Linked DNA regions of Anser cygnoides: region 1 is linked to region 2. A link is a contact called in public Hi-C data. All regions are on one chromosome and are shown on one strand. Each heading gives the region's core, a stretch centred on a gene start, on an enhancer-like site or on the middle of the called end of the contact. The rest is flanking DNA. Distances are from core to core; before and after follow the strand shown.

Region 1 (3,521 bases), core at 990-3,489, 65 kb after region 2:
TCAAGGATAGAGAATCTTCTGAGGAACTCTGAAGGGTGGGGAATGGAAAACTGGAATTAGGAGGGGACCTGAAAAAGTCAGGCCTAAAGCTTTGTCCATGCTGCCAAAAAAATCTATTTTGCTCAATTTTGGCTAAGCAAGATAAACATTTTTTCTGGCATGTGTAGGTAGTGGCCCAAATTTGTTTGTTACAAGTGGGTTGAAAAAAATCTTCCAAAAATGCTTTTGCCTCGTCTAGTGAATTGTGCTAACTCATATTTTTACTTTGAGTTAAACAAATTTGGCCCCACAGAGACAGGCCAAACACCAAGGCAGATCAGACACAGTTGGATTTCACAGCTGTTTTTAAATTCTGTGGTTTTAGCTCTGTGGATGCGGCTTAACTGCAACATCCCGTCAGAGCTCACAGGGAAGGAGCACCCCAAGGTAGCATTCTCCAACTGTGCCAAACTTCAGGAACAGCCTACAAAGAGAGATTCAGCTCTTAAAAATCTCGATGTCTGTAGCGTAAAATCATTACAAAAATGCCCACAGCAGGCTGTGTAATACACACACACACCAAAAAAGGAAAAAAAAAAAAAAAGACACAGTTAATCTGAGAGTACTTGTTCTACAATGTGTTGTGTGTTTCACTCCATTTTGTACAACTGCAGTGGGGCTGGGTCCTAGGGTAGGTCAAAAATCTGCTTGGAAAGGTGGCAGAGGGGAAAAAAGTGGCTGAATGTTGCCTTTGCCTTTGGTTTAATGACAGTTTGGTACTTGCTTAGAGTTGGCCTAAGTAGTGTTTGTTGCCTGGTGCATGCCACCAAGGAGCTCTCCTGCTGGGTGAGGCCTAGCAAGTGCAGACGTTTGACTGGGGCCTCGTAAGGCCATAGTCAGGTTTCACTACTGCTGATCTCACAACTTATGGTCACCAGCAGATGGCCAACTGAAGGCCAACTTCTGCATTAGTTCTGGTGCTCATCTAACCCCACAGGGCATCGACTAAAGGAAGTCAGAAGTCTGTACAGACCTGTACTTTGTGGTTGGTTGACTACATCTACAAATTCTGCTGCACTTGGCATGCTGAGAAGTCCTCTCTCTGGATTTCAGGCAGTCTAATAACATCTACAGGAACTCTCTTCTCTACTCAGTCATCTATTTTCACTCATTTTCTGTGACCTCACAGATGTTTGAGGACCCCTACCTTTTTCAGACTTGGCTGAAAGCAATCAATGGCTGAAAAGGTTATATAGACTGGGATACAGAATGTGATTGCAAAAGTGTTGTCTGTGTAGAAAACCAGACTACAAAAGAACATGATAAACAGCATTAGGGGGAAGGCGACACAGCTGTATTATTTGACTCTGCTGACTGCAAACATGATTTTAGCATTTCTTCTTTCAAGCAGTGCCTTAAAGTCCTACTTGCTTCTATTCAACAGGATGTCACAACTTGAACCTGTTTGTTTTAGTTGAGCTGACAAAAGACTGGACTTATAAATGGAGATCTAACTCTCTTTATCTCAGTTCCAGTGCATGCAGAAGAGCTCATAAGGACCTGTTAAACTGATTCTGGCCATTAGAAATGTGATATATGTCCCTGGTCCTTAGCTGACAGTGCCCCACGGGACATAGGGCATTATTTTTGGATAGCTAGCTAAAGGCATCTTCGTCTTATTTACCACTGTTTTCTCTGGCTTGACTCCATTGATATATAATTGGAGGAACAACGAAGAATTGAGATACTGAGCCTGATTTTTCTGACAGACAGACTACCTACAGAACTTTGTGCTGTTGTTGGTTGTTTGGTAATAACATCTGGGACCCCTGTTCAGTATCCAGAGCCCCACAATGTAAGGCGCTGCTTACACGCAAAGAATAAAAAGATGTCCCATGCCCTTTCTGACTTCACATGTGGTTTATGGTTCGTCCAGCAACTCAGTATGTCAAACAACACCAAAACTCATGGCCAACAAAATCATAAACCATTTGAAAACAAACTCAGCTTAAAGAGACCACATGAATCACCGTGTAAATGTTGTTCAGTTGTACACTGGAAACACTCCTGACTTCTGATTGGCATGTTGATGAATTCCTACAACCGACATCATGTGACAAAAGGGCTAACCCAATATCCAGTGTTTCCTAAGTGGTCATAAATGGGATCACACTTCTTTATGAGCTCTCAGAAAGGGAAAATAGATTTTAAATTGCAGTATTGGCAAATAGAAAGGGCAGAAGGGGAAAACCAAGAACATCTCTAGTTACAATAAGTGCCCAAAACCATAGAATGAATACCAGTGCTTTATGAAAGAGTGCTGCAAACAATTTGAGCAGTCCATTTTTCTTACAGAATTTTCTAGCCATAAGCCATTCACTGTAGTTGAACAGTGACCACCAGTCCTTGCCAGCCAAAGAGAAAAAGGGGGAAAAAAACCTTTGTGCTTAAGTTGTTGTGGTCCTTTCCGGGCTTGCAGGAGTTTTGCAAATCAGTGTTCACAATCATTCAGTCATTCATTCTGTATTCAGCAGTGTCCTTGACCATACCCCCTGCCAGTAACAGGACCTTTAAGTCCAAGAGAGGAGAGAAACAACTTTTTTTTTTTTAACCAACTAGCAGAGGATGTGCTGAGCCAAAATAGAAATAGCAAGGTCAGGTCAGGGCAAGGCCCTGCATTTCATTAGCCAGGCCTGGCTAGGAGTGATTAAATATGTACAAGAGGCTTTGAATAGATCCAGGGAGGGAGGATGATATTGTGGAATACAGAAAAATCATTCTTTGGTGCTGTCAACTGACTAAATACAGGATGGTACTTAATTAGAGAGATAAAAGGAATTTATTTTAATTATTTTAATTTTGTAGAAGAGAGAGATTTTATTTTATTTTTCTGCTGAGTGTTTTGTAAGAGAGGGAGAAGAGGATCTGGTCAAAAAGCCTGGCTTAACAGAATCCAGACAGCCTCGAGGTACATGTTGACCTAGCCTGCAGTTCTCATGAATGCAACTTGATCGAGACCCAGTAAAAAGAACAAAATTACACTGGCAATGGAATCAAGGCCCTGTTAAATTTTGGAGGTGCTCCGGGTAGAAACCGATGACCTTCTGAGCACATTGGACTGCCTGTTTCATTAGACATGTTAGAAAGAATTTGAAAAGAATGGAGCTTTGAAGCAGAATAAAGTACTGTGTCAAGTGGTGCTTTGGCTGCCCAGCTTGAATTTGCTATTGGGATTGCCTGACTTAACTGACATTTTATAGCTGTATTGTAATTCTTGTATGACAATTGCATTGTTGCATAGGCACCTAGGCACTGAATGCACACTGTTTGCAGTCCTTTTCCATAGAAACTAGCTGCCCAGCTGGTAGAAATGACAATGCATTTACGTTTGTCCAGAGCACTAACAATAATGTCTTTGCAGAACTTCCAAGGGCTCTTTTCTTAAACCAGGTGTAGGAATTTGGATCTCAACTTTATACCTCTTCTGGGAGATGATTCCTCCAATGGCACGGCACTCCTTACTCTTGTGTTGGAAGGTCGGC
Region 2 (3,928 bases), core at 477-2,976:
GGTAATTGTACAGGGTTGACTTTATTCAAGGAACTAAGGGAAGAAAGGCAAATTAACAAGTTCAATATTAATTAATAGTTGGTCAATAATCGACGTTTTAGATTCCCTTAGTAAATATAGCCTGAAGCAGTTTTTCTGCTCAGGAAGCTCATGATTATAAGAAAAGAGAGATTTTATCTGATTTAGCCTAAATAAGGTACTTTATTTATTGTCTGACTACTTCTAATAGTCAGATCCTATCTATTTAGTTATAAATTAACAATTACAGCTAATAATGGGTTTATTGACTATCCTTTGTGGAAACAAAGCAAACAAACAAACAAAAAACTATTTACCTGTTGTAGAAAGCCAAGGTTTTGGTAATAATATGGATTCCTTTAGAGCCTGAGGATTTCAAGGTGATTTGTAGCCGGTGTCTGTTTTTGTACACATTTACTATTTATTGACCAAAGTTAACAAATGCTGTTTCACAGATGAGGGAACAAAGGCCCAGATAGGATCAGTATGTTGCATTTGCATTTCTCCATTCTCAGTTCTGGCATGCGAACACCCACGATTCTTTATTATCTTTTTCCTTCAATGATTTTTGAAAAGGGGGACAGTAAAATTGGGATGATAGCTACTTCCCCGCCTCAGGGAAGAGCTGTGAGGATGGTTAATGTTTACCCCCCTCTTCCTCACCCCAGCTGCTGCACGAAGCTGCCACTGCTGCGGTCCCATCACAGCACGAGGGGAAGGTGATGTGTGGTGGCATTGCCCACAGACAGGTATAGGCTGGAAAGCAGTGTTAGCAGGCTTTGTTCTAAAAAAAAAAATGAAAATGATATATAAATCAGAAAGAAATTCACGCAGCCGGTTTCATTCCTCTCGTTTGACTGACTTTGGAAACAGTGAAGCCTGGCTGCACTTTGTGGATTGATCTCACTCCACGTTTTGGGGATGGATGGGAAGCAGACCTTCAAAACTGCAGCCTGCGGCTGCTGGTAGATGCACAGAAACAGCGAACGAAACAGCTGTGGGTGCGTTCTCCCGATTAGGACGGATAGAAGAAGTCAGGACATACATTAGCCGTGTTTCCCACAGCGAGTACAATTCTCCCTGCCCTCGGATATAATGGCTCGCTGCTGTACACTGTGCAAACAAATTACGCGTACTGTGGGAGCCACAACTTTAAATTTCTCAACCTTTTTGCATGCAAAACTCTAGAATTAATTATGCTTTTTTACATTTAAAGTTCCTCTTAGCTGGCTGGAGGGAGGTCTTTGTGATTAAAGGAAGCAGGTTTCATTGAGCTAGACGAGTTGTGATCTGTCCTCTTTTTCACCTCCCCTCAGGGCAAAGACCAACAGCTTGAGGGTGACCCCTCCAAGAAGTTTCACTGAAAAGGAAGATGAGAAAGGCTGGACAGGCTCTTTCTAATGCTCTGCGCTGGAGCCAGGAAAAGGCAGCTGTTTCTAGCCTTTCTGCTTTTTTTTTTTTTTTTTTTTTTTTTTTTTTTTTTGCCCCTCGCCCCCCCCCCCCCCGGTGGCTGAGATCTGGGCTTGCTGCCATATCTGTTTGTCTGTCTGTCTCATGTTGTTTTTCTCAGAGCTTCAGAGGCCAGTTGCCCATAGTCAGTTGCTGGGAACAGAGGTTGTTCCTTGTATCGTCTTAACTCTCCATGCCAGAGTGTTCATGCTTGAATAGGAAACAGCAAGATCTGTCAAAATAGCCCTTTTCTTTGGCGCTTTGAGGCTGCATTCTCCACGGCCATCTGTTCCCTTTCACCCTTTTGGACAATGTTGCTATTTGAAACCAAGCACTCTTTGCTCTCTCCCTTTCCCCTTGCCCTCCCCCCCACCCCCAAATCTGGGAAAAAGGGGAAAAAAAAGTTGTTTCTGGCCCTGCCTGGCCCCTGGAGGATTCAACCATTTTGTAGTCCAAGCGTTAAAAGTGATATTTTGCTTTTTTTTTTTTTCACTGACTTTAAAAAATGTAATACATCTCAGGAGAGAAGAGTCACTGCAGCAAAAGATCATTTTGGATTTATGCGTTATTCTCCACAGAGCACTTCGGTGTCCTGTTGATGCCTGATGCAGCCTACAGCACAAACTTGGCAAGTCTCAAAATAGTTTGCATTATAGCAGGAGCGGAAGGAACCTCCTATAGTTAAGGCCATATAACTGTTTCCCTTCTACCCCTCTGTGTCCAGGCAGAACAGCTTATCAGGATGAAATTTTCCAGTCCTGGTGGCTGTCCAAAATTGAATTTATTTGGTTAGTTTGAGATAAAGTGAGTCATTGCTTATTGAGAATGAGATGAAGAAAAAAGAATATACCTCCTCAGGGCCGGGACGGGACCTGCGACGTGAAGAAAGGGGCTGGCTGGCTGGGAGGCTCCTGGAAGGTCCGGGTCAATCAGGGAGGGAAGCCAGACCCTTGTAATCCTCGTTCATTTTAACATCCTCCATGTTACTGCCTCGCTCCGTGTATAAGTATGCACACACGCATGATTTTTCAGCTTTGTAAATGAATCCGTTCTGAACAGTGAGCCACTGTGGGCTGTGCAGGTACTAAAATTTTTTGTCGTTATCTTATAATGGGAGGGAAGGCATTTTGTGGGAGTGTAGCAGCTGTGTAATAAAGAAGTACAGAAGTGCCCGGTTGGCCTATGTGGTGAAGGTACTCCAAGCACTCGGCTGTCCCTGCCCGCTAGGTGTGGAAGGGTTGCCAGGCCAGCCCCAAAAGCACTTCTTCAGGCCACTGTCACAGCCCTCAGCTCGCGTCATGGATCCCTCTACGCTAAGAAACAGATGCAGCCGGTGAGAGGTACACTGGCAAATACAGAAACGTGGTTCCCTATTCACAGAAACACCACAGTCAGCCCTGATGCTGTTTGTTGCGAGAAATAACCGGGTCCCTCACTCTGCATTTGCTAGGCAGAGTTAGTCACACGTACCGTTTTTTACATTTAATGTTTCCTAACTTTTATGTTCCTCATCATACAACCAAAACATTCTTTCAGTTTAGGTTTTGTGATGGATAATATTAGGAGTTTGGCCAAATCTGAACTCCAGATGTGAACAGCTGTAATTTGCAAACCATCATCTCTAGCCCCCGAATGTTTGGCTGACCTCTGTTTCCATGTTGCAGGCTGAAAGGGAATTGTCTCATCCTGGAATTTCGTTTTTGACAACTTTGGCTGATGATCCAAGTACGCTTGTTGTTTTTATTTACACCTAGAGGGAATTGTTTTAACTGTTAATTACGTGACCAGTGTTAAGAACACCAAAGGCTAAATTTTCAGAGAAATGACCGTCATCGTAATGCAAATTAAAGCAGTTTACTCAGTTTGCGTACAAGAAATCGTAAATTCGAGATCGTTAAACGTAGCCCTTGTGGTTAACATCCCCACCCTGAACTCTTAATGACTGGAGATTTTCAACCATCTACATCAGGAAATTGTCACTCGCTGAGATTTGAAAACACTCCTGAAAGAGAACCAGTGCTGAAATAATCCTGGGAGTATAAAGGACAGATAACTTCGTTCACCAGTTCAAATGCAGGGAGTGAGGCTGTGATCAAAAATTGTTGTTTGCGAAGGCTTTTTAGTCTATGCGAAGTATTTTGAGAAAGGTCCAGTGGCTGAATGGCAGTGCTAAGTTAATCAGGCAGTTAATCAAGCTAACTCGCGTGCTGGCAGTGGGCTGGCTGCAGCATCACAACATCCTCTGTGGCTCCTTAGCAGAATGTATTTCCCAAGGCAGACTTCAGTGCTCACTTAAAACTAACTTACTTATGCCTACTGTCCTTTTCTGTCTGCCATGTAGACATACCATCAGACTGCTCCCCGGGAAGTGGACAGCCGTGTCAGAAACACCCTCAGTATGGTAGCACTAATTGGCCCTTTTATTGGCCACTTTATCGCACATTGAGTTCTCCATCAGAAA

The links. Hi-C and Micro-C count contacts between places; a contact is called where the count stands out from the background.
Region 1: a contact with region 2 is called in a Hi-C map of liver, with 3 times the contacts expected there. The contact joins two enhancer-like sites. A contact is called at or near these places in 2 of 7 Hi-C or Micro-C datasets (granulosa cells and liver).

The regions. Positions count from the first base shown.
Region 1 is chr5:29,147,617-29,151,137 of Taihu_goose_T2T_genome, forward strand. All of the region lies in intron 10 of RAD51B (RAD51 paralog B), which reads left to right. Among named protein-coding and RNA genes, the nearest start is that of ZFP36L1, 150 kb to the right of the region's middle. Within about 2 kb of position 2,240, at least 1 of the 3 cell types and tissues checked has open chromatin away from gene starts, as enhancers often do. A contact at or near this core is called in liver, where this site is marked.
Region 2 is chr5:29,082,890-29,086,817 of Taihu_goose_T2T_genome, forward strand. The region is part of intron 8 of RAD51B (RAD51 paralog B); the gene reads left to right. LOC136791005 (a long non-coding RNA gene) reads right to left here. Exons shown (of 3, transcript XR_010832058.1): 3 at 1,505-3,217. Among named protein-coding and RNA genes, the nearest start is that of ZFP36L1, 210 kb to the right of the region's middle. Within about 2 kb of position 1,727, at least 1 of the 3 cell types and tissues checked has open chromatin away from gene starts, as enhancers often do. A contact at or near this core is called in liver, where this site is marked.